2 separate regions of the Mus musculus genome follow, and region 2 is linked to region 1. Evidence: chromatin contacts called from public promoter capture Hi-C data. All regions are on one chromosome and are shown on one strand. Each heading gives the region's core, a stretch centred on a gene start, on an enhancer-like site or on the middle of the called end of the contact. The rest is flanking DNA. Distances are from core to core; before and after follow the strand shown.

Region 1 (3,714 bases), core at 1,112-3,611:
TATATGTAAGTACACTGTAGCTGTCTTCAGACACTCCAGAAGAGAGCATCAGATCTTGTTACGGATGGTTGTGAGCCACCATGTGGTTGCTGGGATTTGAACTCAGGACCTTTGGAAGAGCAGTCAGCGCTCTTAACCGCTGAGCCATCTCTCCAGCCCTCCGAACTTTCTCTTTGCCACTGTTGCTCTTTCTTTTTGTACAGTGTATGTTTTTTATAAATGAAAGCATATTGTGTGTGTGTGTGTGTCTGTGTGTGTGTATATATATACACACACACAGACACACACACACACACACACACACACACACACATAGGTTGTTTCTTACATACTGAGTTTTTGTGTATTGTATAGATCATGGAGACTTAGTTGGCAGCTGTCCAGAGGATGAGGCTCTTACCCCGAGTGATGAGTGCATGGATGGAGTATTGGATGAATCTTTGCTGGAAACCTGTCCTATTCAGTCACCATTACAAGTTTTTGCAGGAATGGGTGGACTGGCTCTTATTGCAGAGAGACTGCCCATGCTCTATCCAGAAGTGATTCAGCAGGTAAGCTAAGCCTTCTACCACGGTGCACATGGTATAGTGATGTTTTCTGTTCTTTAAGTTACTTGCAATAACCTTTTAGGAATATTCTTGGCCTTATAATTTTTGATCAATGGATAAGTCACAGATTGGCTTCTATAGAATATATGAGCATCAGCTGGGAATATGGAAGCTCGTTTCTTATGACTTTCCCATGATGTTGTTATGATCATCACACTAACATTCTCTTTTCTGTATGTAGCTTGGATGTGGTTTTGATTGTGGTTATTACTGTAAATGAGAGAGTAAAATAATAGTGAATCACTCATATTTATGCCTTATTTAACTTCTGCTCTTTTTGATACCATTTCCAATGTAGATAGTTTTAAATCATTATTTTAGCTCACATCAGTTTTATCTTCTTCCTGTCATTTGATGTTTGTGTACTTTTCATGTTCTTTCATGTTAATGCAAAGTTTTTCCAGTTGTCTCTGGAATGTTTTACGGACAAATGGAAAAATCTGTTGGGTATCCTGGCATATACCTGTAATTTTAGCACTTGAAGAGCTATGGACAGAATGCCAGCTTGAGTTCATTTTTTTTGGGCTACAGATAGCAATACCTTTTCTCAAAAACAAAAAACAAAACAAAACAAAACAAAACAAAACAAAAAGGAAAAAGAAGAAAGAAAACCCACTATATGTTTCTTTTGCATGATTTGGATTACAATCTACACCAGTGGTTCTCAACCTATGGTTTCTTATAATTTTTGGAAGTTACAGATCAGATAATCCTGGCTATATTTATATTACAGTTCATAAAAGAAAAATGAGTGAATTAGGTTAGTGAACTACAGGTTGTTTGTCTGTTTTAAAGTTCGTCTGTAGTTATTCACTGACTATGAATAGGAAGATGCTGTTCTGACATGGATGCACTTGGTAGATACTGGCATACTTGTGATGCCATACTCTTCTTGGTATTTGTTACCATGTTTTTAAAACACGAAGAGTTCATCCGAAGCCCAGTACTGAACTGTCTCTTTTTCTTTAGGTGAGTGCTCCAGTGATCGCTTCCACCACTCAGGAAAAGCCAAAGGATAGTGATCAGTTTGAATGGGTGACCATAGAACAATCAGGTGAACTGGTTTATGAAGCTCCAGAAACCATTGCAGCTGAGCCTCCACCTGTTAAGTCAGCGGTGCAAGCCACGTCTCCCATACCTGCCCATTCTCTGGCTGCTTTTGGATTATTTCTTCGTCTTCCGGGCTATGCTGAAGTGCTCCTGAAAGAGAGGAAGCATGCCCAGTGCCTTCTTCGATTGGTGTTGGGAGTTACAGATGATGGAGAAGGCAGTAAGTGTTTCCAGTTACTGCTTACATTTATCAACACTACACAAACAGGGTGGATACATTTGTCTAGATTATTTTCTCTTCTTAACTGTTTGTTTTATAGTAAAGCTATTTACATGGTTTGTAATTTTTATTGAGTTTTTCGGTATTAAATATGGTAATCCTAAGAAATTTCATATTAAGTTTATAGTAAGTGACATTGGAATCGTGTGACCAGGAAGTAGGACTAGTGGCTGTGTAGTAGGTATGAGAACATACTGACTCTGACAGCTTAGAGGAGGACTGGCGCTGAGTATTCTGGGAGCCTCAGATGTGTGAGGCAGTTTCTTACAGATGTGTAAGTGTGAAGCTGGGTAGCAGTTTTGGGTGGTGCTCTGAAGGATAAGCAAAATTTAATTTAGGGAGAGTATTTTGAACAGAAGAGTTGTAAGCTTTGTTTGAGTATTTGGGCGGGGAGGAGCTAGCACATTCAAATCTGTATGAAAGGCACTTCTAAACTGTTGTGGTGGGCACGTGTTCGCAATCCCAGCCCTCAAGAGCTCAGTAGCACAAGGATCAGGTTTCCAAACTGCCGTTGACGATGTACTGAGTTTAGTGACAGCCTGGATACATGAGGGTCTGCATGGAGAAGCAATGAAAGAGAAGTTGTTATAGGATTATGAATACCTAATATTGATTAAACTATTATGAGGAATGGGGGCATTAAAAAAAAAAAATCCACCCCCAAAAGAAAATCTAGAGCACTGACTGTTTTTCCAGAGGTCCTGAGTTCAATTCCCAGTACCCACATGGTGACTCACAACCATCTGTAATGGGATCTGATGCTCTCTTCTGGTGTGTCTGAAGTCAGCTACAGTGTACTCATATACAATAAATAAGTACATTTAAAAAAAAAAAAAAAAAGAAAGAAAATCTGTTGAAGTGTTTGAAACACTAAACTTGGATTAGTGTTTGCAACAAGGCCAAAGTCCAATCTCCTGTACTATAGAAACAAAACAAGGAAATGGAGAAAAGCAAAAAGCATAAATCTGTAGCATTATTTTGAACAAAGAGAAGAGAGCTAAGATTATTATATTATACTGTATTATATATAGTATATGTAATACATATAAAGTTTATTATATTTAATAAATATATATAATAAATATAATGATTGTTCTTATTTCATGCTGTTATTTAATGCAATAAGAGATTGACTGATCGCAGTTGAGGTAGTTAGGAAAATTCACTTTCATTTGGATCCCTCTTAATTGTTCACTCAATAACATTTTACTGCCGATCGATCATAAGCAGCAAAGGGGAAAGAGTGGACTTAGATTGCACACAGAAGTCCAAGGAATGGCTTCTGTGATGCATAATTTCATTTTTTCAGCACTCATTCTGCTCATATGGTGCTTTATTGCTTGTGTTTATCACTTTCTTATTAAAGCAACACAAAACTATTGTACAAAAGAAAATAGTTTTACTTGTTATTGTTCATAGGAAAACCATTTGAAAGGACACCAGTCACTTTCTGATTGATGGTTGTAGGAAATTTCTTCTTCCTTGGCACACTTTTTATCCCAGTAGTGAGGAGGTGCAGTCAGAGACAAGCAGCCTTTTATAAATTGGAGGCCATCCTAGGCTACATGGAGAACCTTGTCTTTTAAAATAAAAAAAAAATTACATTTCATTTCACATTTAGTTCATATTATCTTTGTTGTCATTGATGGCTGTTACATATCTGTAAAATTTCAGAGTGTGTGTGTGTTGTGTTCTAGAGACTTTCTTGATACTTTAATAAAGATAACAGTCTCACAGTCAGCCTGCTTTTTAATAAGTTTAATGATAAAACCTTGC
Region 2 (3,599 bases), core at 239-2,738, 4.2 Mb after region 1:
CGCTGCCTAGACAGATATGAAGCATGCAACAAGCAGGACGTAGACAAGGTTTGGGTTTTATTGCTGACTAAGAGAAGGATAAGGTAGAAATTCCCATAGTATAACATCCTCCAATTCCTTAGATGAAAGACTCATAACATTTTCAAAACACAATGCCTTCAATTTTCTTTATATCAACCTATGGTGAGGTGGGCAATGCTTACCTTGTTGGCAGCAACTAGGACTTTATCAAGAAATCTCAACCATTCAAAGATGAACACGGGTCTCTTTGCCTCCGTGATCTGAGCCAAAGCTTCCTCATTTAGCAATAAACTGTGAGCTAGCTCCATTATTGATGTTCTTAATTCACACCTTAAATGAACAGATTCGTTTTTTAAAAAAAGAGTAAAATATATTCTAAGGAATTTTTAATTTATGTGTAGGAGTGTTTTGCCCAAATGTATGTATACACATACATACATACATACATACACACACACACACACACACACACACACACACACACACACACATATATATATATACAGGGTGTTGGCTCCCCCTAGAACTGGAGTTACAGATGGTTGTGAGTCATCTTGTGGGCGCTGGAAATCAAACCCAGGTCCTTGTCAAAAGCAACAAGTATTCTTAATCACGGATTCCTTTCTCCAGCCCTTACATGTAAGGATTTCTTAAATATTAAATGTCAAGTTTCATAAATGCAACCACTAAGCTAGGGAAAGAAAGCGTGGTTTCATTTCTCATTAGAGAACTAACTTTGAAAGGACAATGATTTAAAAGAAAGAAAGAAAGAAAGAAAGAAAGAAAGAAAGAAAGAAAGAAAGAAAGAAAGAAAGAAAGAAAGAAAGAAAGAAAGAAAGAAAGAAAGAAAGAAAGAAAGAAAAAACTGGCGATAAGAATGGAATGAAAGGAAAATGTAAATACTGCAAAAAAGGCACTATTCCGGGGCGGTTGTTTCCCTGTTAGAACACAGGCTATTAACTCATTCTACCCTGAGAACCCCGAAGCACCGAGCTCAGGCGTCTGGGGAGCTTTCTCCGCCACCCGTCCCTCGCCACCGGGACCCAGAAGAGTGACCGTAGGGTTCTGATCGGCGGAGGCGGGCCCCACGGGGACACTGCGGCAGGGGCGCCCGGGACAACCCCTCGCCCCGGGAATGCAGTGCTCCGGGTCTGGATGCACCGGGCCGCTCCGAAGACCCCGACAACTGAGAGTCTGCTGGAAACGCAAACCGGGGTCCCCGGGCCGCCCTGGGATGTCAGCCTCCCGTCGTAGGAGTCCTCGAGCTGTCAACCCCGAGGCTGAGGATCCCCGGCCTCAAAACTCGAATTCCCTCCTCAGCCCTCGGAAAATGTCCTGGGACCCAGGGATGTCACAGCCTGCAGGCTCTGACAGCGCGCGAGACCGCCTCACCTCCTGGTCTAGTCCGAGCCGAGCAGCCAAGCTCCGCTCTGCCGAGGGACCCGGATGCCCCGCCTCCCAAACTCCGGCCCTCAGGAAGCCGGGAGACGACGCATGCGCGAGACACAGGTCCTGCGGACCGGCCCGCCCCCACGTCCTCTTAGCCCCGCCCACCCCAAGTTTCGAAGCGAATCGGCTGTCGGGGACGAGTGGGATGTTTGTGGGTCCTGCGCCAATTGCACGGCGCATGCGCAGCGCGACCTCCGCGGAGCTGGTTCCGGGCAGTAAAGCTCCGGCTTCAGGGTGTGCGGGCGCTCAGGAGAATGACAGAGGTCGGTGCAAGTTGGCTGTGACTGCCTATCACAGCGTCAGCTACGCCCCATCCGTAAGTGGTCGTTTTGGTGGGAGGGTGCAGGAGGGAGGAGAGCGGGAGGGAAGAAAGAGCCTGCGATGCCCGAGGCACCCACAGGAGAGTTAGCCCAGCTCTGTGTGTTCTGTAGCTCTGCTTCAAACTCGGTGCTCAATACTGAAATACGCTAGCAGCACCTATAATCGTCCTGTTGAGAAAGTGGTTGCTCCATTATTTCGGAACAGGCAAAGCGCTTCACCTAAACTTGCTCTGGCTCTTTGACACACACCACCTCCAACCATCAACAGATGCTGCGTGATTTACCCCCTCAGACCCAGAATCCTGACCACTTCGCTGTTGTGACTCTTAAGTGAGGGGTCAGGCCACCAGCATCCCTACCTGGGTTATCTATCGACTTGTGGAGTTTATTCTTATATTTGAAGGAAGTGGATAATGCTAGTGTATGTTGTCCTCATAGGAGGGGAACCTTCACATTTTAAGACCCAATTCCTTATTCTTTTCTCTCTCTCTCTTTTTCTTTCTTTCCTTCTTCCTTCCTTTTTTTTTTTTTTAAGATTTATTTATTATATAGCGTTCTGCCTGCATGTATGCCTACAGGCCCAAAGAGGGCACCAGATTTCATTATAAATAGTTATAAAGCCACCATGTAATTGAACTCAGGACCTCTAGAAGAGCAGACAGTTCTTTTAACCTCTGAGCCATCTCTCCAGCCCCCTTATTCCACTTCCTAACATAATGTCCTCACTATTGGTAATTAACTTCCTCAAACCGTATCATTTAATGAATCTACAGTGCCCCCAGCTGTGAAGTTTCAGTGTGATTTTATGTGAAAATTATATGTAAAAGATGGAATAACTATAAAAGGCAGAGCTTTAAAAGTAACATGTAATCCCTTGTACTTTTGTAAGTGTGTGTGTGTGTATTTTTACACAGGTAGATCATACTGTCCTCGAACTGCTGGGTGCTGAAATCACACCAGAGGGCCACCATGTCTGTGGAGTTAAATGCTTCCCTTAAAAATAATCTAGTTTGAATTAGAGATTTAGCTCAGTTATAAAGCACATTCCTTGCTTGTATGAGGCCCTGGATTCAACACCCATCTCAGCAATTACAACCTCGTTCCGTTTCAGGAACAAGATCACCAAGACTTGTATTCTTTGTGGTTGTGAACCAATTATTTAGCCACATTGAGCCTCAGTTTTCCCTGCTGGAAAGTGGAACTAATACTTCTTATCTACTGGGCTGCTCCTAAGCTAGGTGAGTACTAGGAGACTGCAGGTCAGTCTGATTCATCTCGGGCTTGACTAATCTTCTAAGAGGCGCACTTAGTTGGCTCACTCATTTGTGCCTCGGATCCTCCCACGTGGCCATCTCTACAGAGCTTCTTGAGTGTTCTCATATATGACCACTGACTTCACTCAATTCATTCATACTACCAACTGTAGAGTGCACTGTATAGTGTGACCAAAAAGTCACCCTAAGCCAGGCGCAGGTGGCACTCAAGAGGCAGAGGCAGGTGGATCTCTATGAGTTCAAGGTCAGCCTGATCTACAAAGTGAGCTCCAGGATAGCTGAGACTACATAGAGAAACCCTGCCTCCAGAAAAGCCAAAAACAAAGTCACTCTAATATATCCTATTAAAAACTATTACACAAACTGCTCAACAAAATTGACTAGGAGCAGGTCATCTTGGAGAATACTACACGATTATATGAGGGTTTGTCTCATAACTGGAGAATCACAGGTTCAAGGCTAGCGTGGACTACATGGTGAGTTCCATGCCAGCCTGAGGTGGCGGGTGACCTGATCTCAGGGAGAGAGAAAAAAA

Evidence for each region. Promoter capture Hi-C pulls out the DNA fragments that hold promoters and counts their contacts.
Region 2: a contact with region 1 is called in a promoter capture Hi-C map of the C10 cell line. The contact joins the promoter of Heatr5b here to the enhancer-like site in region 1. A contact is called at or near these places in 4 of 39 promoter capture datasets (the C10 cell line, cranial neural crest, frontonasal cranial neural crest and 1 more), 4 of 484 Hi-C or Micro-C datasets (LSK cells, cerebral cortex, cortical neurons and 1 more) and 2 of 9 other capture datasets (adipose tissue and liver).

Annotation. Positions count from the first base shown.
Region 1 is chr17:74,658,805-74,662,518 of GRCm38.p6, forward strand. Birc6 (baculoviral IAP repeat-containing 6) reads left to right here. Exons shown (of 73, transcript NM_007566.3): 60 at 355-551; 61 at 1,578-1,878. Among named protein-coding and RNA genes, the nearest start is that of Ttc27, 57 kb to the right of the region's middle. Within about 2 kb of position 2,362, at least 2 of the 459 cell types and tissues checked have an H3K27ac peak or open chromatin away from gene starts, as enhancers often do.
Region 2 is chr17:78,833,893-78,837,491 of GRCm38.p6, forward strand. It overlaps Heatr5b (HEAT repeat containing 5B), which reads right to left and starts at 1,489. Exons shown (of 36, transcript NM_001081179.1): 1 at 1,414-1,489; 2 at 204-351. The coding sequence starts at 329. It overlaps Gpatch11 (G patch domain containing 11), which reads left to right and starts at 1,624. Exons shown (of 10, transcript NM_181649.6): 1 at 1,624-1,786; 2 at 2,902-3,028.